Linked DNA regions of Gossypium arboreum: regions 1 and 2 are each linked to region 3. A link is a contact called in public Hi-C data. All regions are on one chromosome and are shown on one strand. The core of a region is the stretch at or near the end of the contact, and the rest is flanking DNA. Distances in the headings are between cores, read along the strand shown. Region 1 holds the start of LOC108480835 (NADPH--cytochrome P450 reductase-like). Region 2 holds the start of LOC108480122 (argininosuccinate lyase, chloroplastic). Region 3 holds the start of LOC108483596.

What was found. Hi-C and Micro-C count contacts between places; a contact is called where the count stands out from the background.
Region 1: a contact with region 3 is called in a Hi-C map of leaf, with 5 times the contacts expected there. The contact joins the promoter of LOC108480835 here to the promoter of LOC108483596 in region 3. A contact is called at or near these places in 2 of 5 Hi-C or Micro-C datasets (both in leaf).
Region 2: a Hi-C map of leaf shows a contact between it and region 3, with 5 times the contacts expected there. The contact joins the promoter of LOC108480122 here to the promoter of LOC108483596 in region 3. A contact is called at or near these places in 2 of 5 Hi-C or Micro-C datasets (both in leaf).

What each region holds. Positions count from the first base shown.
Region 1 is chr1:85,438,927-85,443,094 of ASM2569848v2, reverse strand. LOC108480835 (NADPH--cytochrome P450 reductase-like) reads right to left here and starts at 2,231. Exons shown (of 18, transcript XM_017783957.2): 1 at 1,724-2,231; 2 at 887-946; 3 at 711-787; 4 at 548-605; 5 at 367-450; 6 at 233-269; 7 at 33-102. The coding sequence starts at 2,026. LOC108482215 (protein ECERIFERUM 2-like) reads right to left here. Exons shown (of 2, transcript XM_017785328.2): 2 at 3,166-4,155. The coding sequence ends at 3,292.
Region 2 is chr1:85,905,795-85,909,751 of ASM2569848v2, reverse strand. It overlaps LOC108480122 (argininosuccinate lyase, chloroplastic), which reads right to left and starts at 2,205. Exons shown (of 6, transcript XM_017783004.2): 1 at 1,743-2,205; 2 at 1,162-1,542; 3 at 362-510; 4 at 1-160. The coding sequence starts at 2,069.
Region 3 is chr1:85,661,851-85,666,104 of ASM2569848v2, reverse strand. It overlaps LOC108483596, which reads right to left and starts at 3,001. Exons shown (of 6, transcript XM_017787079.2): 1 at 2,556-3,001; 2 at 2,250-2,442; 3 at 1,724-1,810; 4 at 959-1,345. The coding sequence starts at 2,626.

The DNA.
Region 1 (4,168 bases), core at 982-3,481, 220 kb after region 3:
ATCACAGGTACAACTGAAAGGGGATTATATACCATGCAGTGAAATCATCTTCAATACATTGATCATCATCACCAAGACCAACTTCGATAAGACGTTTGGCACCTTTCACACAATGAAAAAGTATACACTTAGTCCAAACATGAATATTAATTTTGATCCCACATTTGTATGTAGAACTTCATCAATTAGAAAAGAAGGGCGGAATCACGAAATAAGTAAAATAAAAAAATACCTTGTTCTGAAAGTTGCTCATCAAGCACCTTTGCTATCTATTTACAAAAAAAAAAAATCATAAAATCAGATTACACAATTGCAAAAGAGAAATCAAGAAAGTAAGCAAAATAGTAATCTCTGTGCCAATGTTACCTTGTTAAAATGTTCATATTGACGGTTACCTAGACCAAAAACACCATATGTGAGTCGTTGAAGCCAGGACTGCCTTTTATTCCCCTAAATTCAAATAAAACAATATAATAGCAAGTGTTATCGGTTGAATGCTGGCACAGTACAAAGTCTATTTGAATGTTCTTTTGAGGTAGCCACCAACCTCAGTAAACCATTTGTAAAATCTAGCAGAGTTATCGGTTGGCTCCCCGTCTCCATAACTACAATGTCATGCTCAACTATGTTAAAATACCCCATACTTTACATAACGCAGAAACAAATACACAACCAAGAATAGCTTCAGTAAAACTGAGAATCTATCTTACGTGGCCACCATGAAAAAAGCCAAAGTCTCCTTTTTAAGCTTCTCTTCATACTCTTCATCATCAACAGCATAATCATCCTAACATAAAACACACAATGTGATGAATATAATCGTAAATACCAAGAGAAAAAAATTCTCAGTACAAAAACAAGGTAACAAGTAATTCCCTATACATACCAGGTCAACAGCTTTGACTGCTGCTTTCTCATATCTTGCCTTGATCTCTTCAGCCAAAGCCTACAACAGGAAATCCACAAATCAACACATGAACCGTTAACTAAAAACGGACATCTTTTCCAAACATACGTGCCAAGCACACATCGATTGCGGCTGAGTGTAACGACAAGTAATAGAAGAAAAACAACTCCGCACGTAGCCAAATTATCCGCTATAAACGACAAAACAATTAATAACGAAGATTTAATAACAAGAATTATATCCGCCACATTTCCATCTATAGTTATGTCCTTGTTTCTTTGAGCTCAGAATGACAAATGCACCGGACATAACGACTTAGCAAATTATATCCGCCACGTTTCCATCTATAGTTATGCCCTGGTTTGTTTGAGCTCGGAATGATGAAAGCAACGGACATAACGACTTAGCATCGAATAAAACAATTTATTACAACTAAATCTACAGCTAAATTATCCGAATCTTGGAAAGCATATGAATGGCATAGTGAACTTCAAATAGTCCCTAAAACACTAAATATTTCATGAAATATGACTTCAAAAGGAACAGTCCGTTCATCTCCTTGCAACTTCATAATCTTGATCTGCATCATGCACTGATTATAGGAGCAACTCAAATTTTCCACAACAAACTAGTGATTAAAAAAGAATATGCTTGATAAGCAACATTAACATAAATTTTCATCCTAATAATATCAGTAAAAAAGGTTCCATTTCAGTTAAGTAGTCAACATTCAAATCATCATATTCAGCAATCAAAATCAAAACTTGAATGGCACCAAAAAAAAAAAATCAAAACTTGAAAAGTTTTATCTACTACCTTAGCAAATCCCTCAGCAGTTCCCGTCTGGGTGCCGTAAAAAATGGTGACTTTTTTTTTACCGGAAGCGACAAGGGCGTCATCATCTTCATCAACCTTGAGTGAAACAGGCTTAGAAGCAACCAAAAGCTTAACATCAGGGCTTCGTTGAGAGGCTAAATTTTTCCAGAGAAAAATCAAGAACACCAGAATCACCGCCAACGACGTTGTTGCTATCATTAGCATAGAATCCGTCACCGAACCCCCCAACGACATTCCCAATACAGACTCAACAAAACTCACCAAACCCGAGCTCGAACTCATCTTCAACACTGAAACACAAACACAAAAAGAAAACAATTTAAAATGAAAATCAAAGTAAAAGGTAGAAGAGGGTTGATCAGAGCTAGGGAAGAAGGGTGAGTTCAGTGAGTATTTGTAGTGGGAGAGTAACCCAAAACGACAAAGGCTTGACCACCTAAACTAGAGGGGATTGAAAAAGAAAAGAGGGTTCGTCCGTTATATTTTTTTGGTTAAAATATGTAGTTAGTCCCTGTACTTTTATAGTATTTGAGATTGAAAAAGTTTATTTATTGTTTATATATTGAAATAGTTAGACATTAAATAAAAGAATAGTTAGTACAATTTTAAACTCAAAATTAGAAAGATGAGTAGATATCTCCAAAATAAACAAAAATTTTCCCTTTGCTAAAAATTAGTCGTGGGAGTAGCTAAATAATACAAACTGTATCGTTTATTGTTAACTCATATATTAAACTACGCTTAAAAATAATATTTCAACCAAATGTAGTCAAGTGAAATATTTAATCATCTTAATTTTTAATTTAAAATCATAGTCCAATCATTATTGTCATTGGTAATTTTTGACAAAATTGATCAATTTATCATGTTTATTTTTTGTCAATCATATATCACATACGAGGATAGACTAATCAAAATTACAAGTTGATAAGTTTTACTAGAAAACACCGATGATTTCATTGATTGGACCAAAAATTTTAAACAAAAGTAAGAGGACTTAATTTTTAAATTTTAAAGTAAAGGAACTAAATATTAAATTCTACACAAGTATAGGGACTATCAGCATATTTTAACCTATTTATTTCCTTCAATTTATACTATCGTATTCGCGGGGAGAGAGGGAGGAAACGGAAAAAAAGGCTTTCAAAAACTAATGTAATAATTTTTTTAATAAGCGATTTTTAATTTTTTTTTCTACTTCTTTTTGTGCTGTCTACCAATTTCTCCTAATACAAAATGTAACGCATGGGTTGACATAAGCGGAGAAAAAAGAACAAATTAAAAGGTTGTCTTTTGCTCGGCATTTCTTCTGCTGTTTTCCGCTTTTTATTGCTTTCCTTTTTGCCTTTTTTAAGTTTTATTCACTGTTACAATTTTTATGATGCAAATATAACATAAATATATAATTATGAATCTGAAAATTTTTAAATATGATAATGAGAATGTTATTCATATATAACAACAGAGCCACCATACATTCATTATTCTCTTACAGACACGATAACCCACGCATGCATTACAAGAAATGAAATGAGAAAATATTTAAATTAAATAACAATATTCCAATCAATTTGAAGTACATTGTTAAGCTTTAGCAATAGATGTTGAGGCAAGGTGATGGTGACCATCTTCCCATTATTCCCACCATCTTTTTCATTACTAGGAAGAACCACCACTGTTCCTTCTTCTCCAACTCCATTCACCATATAATTCGCACACACTGGTTTCAATCCCTTCATTTCTATTCCATACACATTCATTCCTTCCAAGTTTACAAATGTCAAATTTGCTCCATACACTATAAAATCTGATCTTACTTCGTCCCCCTTTATCAACTCTCCTATCAATCCACTCTCATCCATCTTTTTTTCAGCTATCAGCTTTGCTAATTCCGCTATTTCCACCCTCGAAACACAAAAATCAGCTTCCACCGTGCTCAGTGTCATGCCATTACTCGGCAACATCGCCATTTTATTGGCAGAATTGTTTGAACAAATTGTAACGATGTTCGGACCTGAATCCTCTCTGGCTTTCGATAATGATTGCCATATCATAGCCGAAATAATTTCGAAATCCGAGATTTTATTCGGGTCATGAATACAATATGTTGTGATGTAATAATGAAGTTGTTTGGCAGTGATGCGAAAAGAGTGAGTTCCCATTTTAGAGTTATTGGGAGTTAACCAGTAGTCACCAACAGGGTCAACTTTTTTCAAGGAAAATGGTTTCCTGGAAATAGAAGTTGGGAATTGGGATATGTTGTGAGCAGGACTGTTAGGCTGCAACGGAACTTGTTTTCCCGCCATGATTTGTCCCCATAAATTAAGGAAATTTGAGGCTGAAAATGCATCTCCCAATACATGAGCCCAGCTGAGTCCTACCGAGACGCCCCCACATTTGAACCGTGTGAACTAAAACAAATAT
Region 2 (3,957 bases), core at 956-3,455, 240 kb before region 3:
GCTACTTCCAGTGGAAACAGAATCACTTGGTGTGATGAATCCAAACTCCTCCGAAGCCCACAATACCCATTCTTCACCAATCCGAGATAGATGAACCGCAATGATTGAATTAGCAGAAAGAAACTCTAGGACAAAATCTCGATCAGAAACTGCATCAATACTGTTTAAAAATAGCGAAATGCAATTATGTTAACAGAGAAGCCTGATATCAATATCTAATGAAACATTATAATTAAGATGGAGATCTAGGCTCAAATCGACAAAATCCTATGCAAAGGTAATAACCCTCCATGCTACAAGTCATACAATGGTCATGTGTGACATTCCAGAAACTGAAATATGATGGCTTTTTCACACATACCTGTTCCTCATGGGAGCAGTGAATCCCAAAGCTTCAGAAGTCATAAACCTATCAATTGGCAAGCCAGTCCCAGCTAGTGCACATGCACCTAGAGGGCAGAAATTCAACCTAGCTCTACAATCTAGTAAACGGCCAGCATCACGGTCAAGCTACAACCAAAAAGGTTCAGTTAGTGATCCTAGAGGCAAATAATAAAACATATCATCATGAAAAAATTAGAAATCAGAATTAACCATCTGCATTTTTTTTCTCAATTATTATATATAAGAACAATTTTTTTTTTCTTTAAGAAAAAACACAAGGCCTTCTCAGGGATATAACAATTATTAATTTGTTTATAAGTTGATGAGTACACCACATCATGTGGATTCCAATATTCAAAGACTTCAGATATTATGTTGACTTGATCATAACCACTAACCATTTATAATCACAATCGTAGGTTACCCAGGTTCCTTTATTTCCTACTTTTATTTACCTTTAGGGGAGTAAGCCGCCCAACATGGGAGTAAGCCGCCCACCATGAATGTGTTATGCTTTCAAACTTAGTCATTTTTCTATTAGAAATATTAATCAGATAAGCTTCTTTCTAAGTTCTAAAAGTTCAAGAACAAAGTTTTCCAATTAACCAATAAAGCAACCGCTTTATTTTGACATATATAGGAGACACGTGACGGTTTTTTAACCCTGCTTCTGGAGTTGGAAAACTCAGTGCTAGTTCACTACATAATAATCATATATATAACATACATGGATGTTCGGTTTGATCTAGAATAGCTTATGAATGAAATGATTCAAACCTGCTCCACATATGCTAGAAGAAGATGTTGAAGTAAAACAGGTTGTGCCCTCTGTAAATGTGTATAACCAGGAATGATGAGACCCTCATTATTTAGAGCCAACTTCACCAAAGCAACTTGGAGATGTCTAATGCTACTAATAATCCTGTCTATAGCATCACGACACCACAGGCGGAAATCAGTCAAAACTTGATCATTTCGGCTTCGAGCAGTGTGGAGTTTCTTTGCAGGCTCACCAACCAAATCTGTCAGTGCAGCTTCAATGTTCATGTGGACATCTTCCCTGTCAGTCCTCCACACAAATTCACCAGCTTCAATGCGTCTCTCTATTTCATCTAGACCTTTCAGAATACTATCCCTATCACTAAAGCTAATCAAACCCTGCAAGCAAAAATGATAAAAACCCACATGCATTTGAATTAGCTGGAGCAAATTAGCAAAATACCATTATACAAGACAAATGATCAGAAATTGGGTTCTGCAATTCTAAAAAGTACAATATTACCCAAATTCTGACAAGCCATAAACTCATTAAAAACACTCTAAAAACAATAAATGCAAGAGGAGAAAAAAAAAAGGACCTGTTCAGCAAGCATAGAAGCATGGGCTTTACTTCCCATAATATCATGCTTATACAACTGTTTATCAAACGAGATAGACTCAGTAAACTTCTCAACGATATCAGTCACACTATCTTCGAATCTCCCACCCCAAAGCTTTGTCTCCTTTGGTTTTGCTTCTGTTTCAGATGAGTGACTCGTGGTGCACCGCAATGGTTCGAACCTTGACTTGACTCGATGCATCAATGGGGATATGGTTCTTGGGTTAGACACGGATTTGTTGGAGAGGACAGTCGATTGGGAGGAAAAAAATGGTGTTTGCAAAGAAGAAGAATGTAAGGATTCCATTAAAGAAGGGAAGATAAAAAAGAGAGATTCTAGTGCGCCTTGCTTGCTTTTACCTTTGCCACTTCGTTAGCACTAGCAAGCAAGGAGGGTTTAGGGTGTTTTCTTTTTTGCAACTGTGTCGGGCCTGTCGGGTCGAACTGTAATAGGCCTAGTTTAGGATCGAATGTGTCGGGTCTTGCTTTTGGGCTGATGGACTTATTTTTTGGAGATAATGGACTACAACTCAAGCTCTGTGGATGTAATCCTCCAACTTAATATTTTTTAATAAATTGATAATTCAATTTTAAATTTCACAATTAAATTTAAATATAAATATATACTAATTAATTAAAGGTTATTTTAAATATAATTTTAAGATTTTTACATATTTATCTATAAAAATGAGCTCAAACCTATAAAATAAGTCTTTATAAAAAATTCACAAAACATAAATTCTAATAAATTAAAAACTCGTATGAGCTCATACTCTTTTAGATGCGAAGTATAAATAGCTAATATCATTATGAAACATGGAAAAAATAAGACATAACCTTTCCCTCATTAAAACAAAAGAAGATTTTACATAAATCAAAGTCATTCACTCGGAAAAAAGGTCTTCATGAACTTTATGACTAAGAATACCACTCCATCTAAAAAATATGAATTGACCTCAAGTATAACCTCTTATTCTCTAACTTGTTTACCTTATATTAAACTCTTTTCTTCAGTCCACTGATTTAAGCATCAAAAAGCATTTTGAAGCATCAGCTCTAGTCTATCCCGGATAATAATGCTAAAACTAGAGCTTAGTCTAGCTTTGGTTGTATTAATTTTTTTATATTTTATATATATTTTAAAAATATAATACATCAAAACACTAAAACATTAAAATAAATATATCCCAACAAATTAAAAATAAATTTAATAAATATTTATAATTAAATAACACTAACATAGGTGCAACTTAACAAGCAAATGCCTCTAAAAAAGTAGAAAAATTAATAATAAAATAAAATTTATACAATATCCAAACAATGACAACAAAATAGTAGCAATATAATAGTGAAATGGCAACAAAACAGTGAAAAAACAGCAAGAAAACAATATTTCTTTTATTTTTGCAAATTTAGCTTAGGCTGGGCCCAGGCTATAACAACCTGTTTTTTAGTGGTGTCGAAAACAGTGGTTTCGAGGCCACCAAATTTGACGAGTATGTATTTAATATTTACGAGTCAAATGTGATTTTAAAAAGGTTTTTGATTTGATAATTTATGTTATATAAGTGATTTATTAAGTTCAAGTGGTAAGACCCTAAGATCAAGTGGCTTTCGAAAATGAGGTATCGAGACCTCATTTCTATAAACTGAGCCATAAATATTTTTATAAATATTTTCAGAGTGTATTTAAGGTGGTATTAAAGTTCTGTTGAAAAATTTTAATGTTTCGATAGTTAATTAATTAAAAAGGACTAAATCGTAAAGGATGCAAAAGTTAATCACTATAATTTTAAAATGCAAAAAGGACCAAAATGGTAATTAACCCATGGTCAAAGATTCCAAGCGGTGGTGACCTGATTAAATCATCTAGCTTTTGGATTATTGACTCTTTTATTCCTAATTAGTTTAGAATTAAATTGTAAATAAGTTTATTTAGTTAGAATTTAATTTAATTGAAGGACCAATTGTGCAATTAAACCTTCCTTAGATGGTAATTATGTCATATATTTATGTGATGGACAGTTATGGATGTGTGTTAGTGATATTATAAGTGTATTTTAAAGGTTAATGTTGTAAATTTGTAATTATGTTAATGAAAAATAAAAGATCATAGAATTTAAAAAGCTATCATCTTCTTTACTTATGCAAGAGAACCGAAAACACCATTTTTAAAGGAGAAACAAGTTTGGCCA
Region 3 (4,254 bases), core at 1,752-4,251:
ATGATATTTCAAATTCAAAAGTTGCAAAACATCCCCTAGAACCATTCGTCTTGGACCAGATCTAGAATTATCCTTAATGGTCTGTGTAGCCATAAATCTATTTTTGTATTCAATGAGGCCTTTTGACTTTGTATATTATTCCATTGTAAATAAACAATCTTACTGTAGTGACATTGTGATACAAAAATTCAAATAGGAAAAAATATAAATGACAAGAAAAACAACTTTCTAACTCGAGAAATGAATATTAGTTCCAAAATAAGTTATCAAGATAAATTATTAGAATCATAAATTTTTTTGGCAAAAACTAAACAGAAGAAATCTTCAAATTTTCCCATAAATTCCTTTTTTGTTTTTTTTTTTTTTTATAAATTTTCTTTGAAGAGATATACATATAAATTGTTCTTTATATCATGAATATTCCAGAACCAATACAAAAGTTTTTCTTGGGTCAAAAGATAAATGATAGAGAGGAGAAAGCATCATACCAAACTTAAGTGAGGAGAAAAATACACTTATATCTTGTTCTATTTATCATTAATGTTCCAAGAAGCAACACAGCCACACAAGCAAATCATAATACAAAACTAAAGAGAGAAAAAACATATGTACTAAAAATGAGAGCAATTGAGTTTTTTCTATCACATACTCCATACATACTTACACAATCAACCAAAACATAACTTTCACATCCTAAGAAGATCCAATTTAGCATAAAACAGCAGGAGAGCTCAGTGACCCTACTACTTTCACATCTACTAGATGCTTTAATTGAATTCTAATAACTCCCAGTCCTCAAGCAACACATACATAACTAGACTATATTATACCTTCAGTGAATTTAATTGCAGCCGTATACAAAAGGACTGGTGCATTTGCATCTATATAATGCATAAATAGCAGGATTGATGAGATTGAAGGACACATCTATAAAATAAACAAGTCAGTTTAGTTAAACCTGAGCCAACTGTGAAGCAGTCCTATCTCCCTTGAAGTCTCCTCGTAAGATGTTTGCCCAATTCCCAACACCGCATTTCTGCACAGCCGCAATAAGTTCCAAATCCTCTGCTTCTGACCAAGGTTTTCTTTTCCTGCGAGCAGGCAGGTTTGCACCAGCTGGTCCATTTCCTTCCATTGTTTCAGCCAATGTCACTGAAGGTAGAATCTTTTTCTGAACAGAAACTGGAACAGTAATGTTCGTCCCTGGCATTGAGCAAGTGGGCTGCAAATTTTCGGAAGACACTCTAAATGACCTCGCATTAGGTATATTTATTGTTAATGGAGCATCCACCATTGAGCTATTTGCAAGACTTGAGTCATTTGGCAAGCCAGAAGCAATCAGTACCTGACAAGATTAACCATCTGATTTTACTTGCAAGGAAATGAAATGAGCAACAAGATAAAACCAGTTTGGAAAATTGGAAGAGAAGGTAGTCAGACAGCCAAAACTATTCATCTTTCATTGAGATTACAGGTTACCTACTAACCAGATTTGGTCAAAAGTATCTTCTACTAATATCACTTAGTCGATACATACGGTTTAAGTATTTGCTTTCCTAATATTCCAACCATTAGAAGCAGAACCAACTATGCTACTGGCAAGAGATACTAACTTTGGTATTAACTTTCTAACATGTCATCTATGGTTTCTAAACTACCATTACTATTTCCATCCTAAAAGGTAAAACGATAGTTTTATGGGAATAACAAATAATTTACTTACCTTCACACATGCAGCAGCTTCTGCTGAAGTTTCACTACTAACAGAAGGGCAAGGTTCCAATTCATATTCTAAGTCGCTGTCATCATCCTGCAAAATAAGAAGTTAAATAACCGGACTACAGCCATAAAAACTATCAAGAACACTTGTCCTTCAACCAAAAGGACTAATTTATAAATTAGCAACCACAACTTTAGCCCTTGGATCAGTGGACAAAATATTATAAGATCTCCCAAATCCAAAGTCAAACCAAGACTATAGCAGATTGGCAGGCTATAAGTTAGAATATCTGGAAGGATATACACCCTCAATTAAGGAAAAGTATTCCAATACAAAGAAAAGATTTACATCATATTGAAATAGTATATTAATTTAAGGAAGTGTTTTCTTTTAACAGCAATTGCCAAACTACATTTCAACAAACATCATAGGCAGTAGCTAAACAACTTCAACAAATCTTTTAAATTAGACATTGCCAAAAGATAGCAACATATTATACCAAAGAAAAACACAAAACTAGAAAACTGACCAAGGGAGCGGCCCCATCTTCCAATTTTTCAAGTAAAACGTCTCTGTAGGCCAAATGGCGCCACAACATCTGGTACTCTCTCGCATTCGAAATGCCAGTAGAAGTCTTCTTGATTAAAGCATTCCAATCCAACTTTACCCCAGGAAATTGCGCAACTTCTTGCAACAGTGCCAAAACAGTAGTTGCTGTATACCTGCCCACACCAAAAATAATATAAAAAAAAGAACCCTAATATTAGCAAAACAGAACGAAGTCAAGATAAAAAGTAATGAAAATAAAGGAAAACCGAATAAAAGGAGGCGGGACCTTTGTAAAAGAGTAGAGATATCTTCCTCACTAATTGAACCTTTTCTCTGTTTCTTGGTATTTTGAATCATAGTTGTTGATTGGTGGAAAATTGCAGGGTAATTAAAGGAAAAAGAAGTTGAATTGGGAGTTTGTGAAAACCCTAGGTAGGGTTTAAGAAAAAGGGAAAGCACCTACTAAAACCCTTTGAAAGCAGAAAGAGACAGAGAGGGAGAGAGGGAAGAAGAAGGAGAAGAAGAAGAAGAAAAGGATAGGCGTGTATAGAAGTGATTGAAGCCGTTGAAGAGCGTGGAGAGGACGCGCCTGACAAGGTTCTTGCGCAGAAAGAAACGGAAATCTCGTCGGGAGAGGGATCTTTGTTTTCTTCAAGTTTAATTTACATCTCCATAAAATACAAACTAAAAAGAGATTGCGGTATTTTGGGTATAATGCCATCGATGCCATTCCTTAAACTACGGACGCAGGCTGGGCTGGAGTTTTTTCTGACGATAATGCCCTCTACTATCTAGACTTATTCAAATTACTCCCCTCCTATTTTTTTAATTTGAATACTTTAGTTTTTCTATCCATCAAAATATCCCAATAAACCTATATTTTTACTGATCACAAACCAAAAATAATGATTTTGAATAATGATTTCAAATAAATAATAATAAACAATAAACTTTTCAAACAAAACCACGTATTTAAATATGGATTTTAACCTAAGCTTAAAACTAATTTTTTTTTAGCTTTTAGCTTTTGTAAATGTCATTTTCATTGAAATTATTTTATTACTCGGTTAAAGAAGATCAATATATCTTCTATTTTATAATATCATGTCTAAAATAAATATTTTATTTTTATAAAAATAAATTTTAATAGTAATAATAAACACTACCAAACTTTTCAAAAGCGACACTTTTCAACTTTAATGGTGAAGCAAATTTAAAGGGGTTGATAATAGAGGTTGAAACACCCTAAAATCGGCCTAGACATTATAGCCAAATCTGGAAAGTTTAATTAAACTACTTATGAAAAATCCAACTTTTAATAATTAAGAATTCAAACGATCCAAAAACATTTAAACGATAATAAACAAACCATAAAATCTAGTCTTAAAAAAATAACAATCCTAGAAATTAGTAACAGTGTAATTCCAGATAACGTGGTAAAATGATTAAGCGAAATGACCAAGCTCCCGATACGCCGACCCGCTTAAGTCTAGGGGTTACCTGAAATTCAAAAACAGTCTAAATGAGCTAATGGCTTAGTGTGTAACTTATGTAACCACATGAGTAAAAACAATCTCAATCATACTTCCAGATCTTTTTTTGGTCAGATATTAGAATCAAAATCGGATACAGAACATATCAATTGCAAATACAGAACATATCAATTATAGATGCAGAATCCTACCCCTCATTTGTTACACATCATCTTTATACATCCCTACATACCGCATATTGACAATATGTCACGTTTCAAAATATTTGTAGTCTAGCTGCCAGATCAGAATGCGATAGATTGTCAGAATTAGATATATATACGTGGTTTAGCCATCAGAAACGATAAATTTTTAAACTGCCCGCAGTTCCTCCTTTACACAAATCCCAAGCCAATGCAGATACAGAATTATCATATACCAGTAATGTATATACAATTATCCCGATTCAGATCATATTCAGATAATACAGATCAGACTCAATTAACAGATATC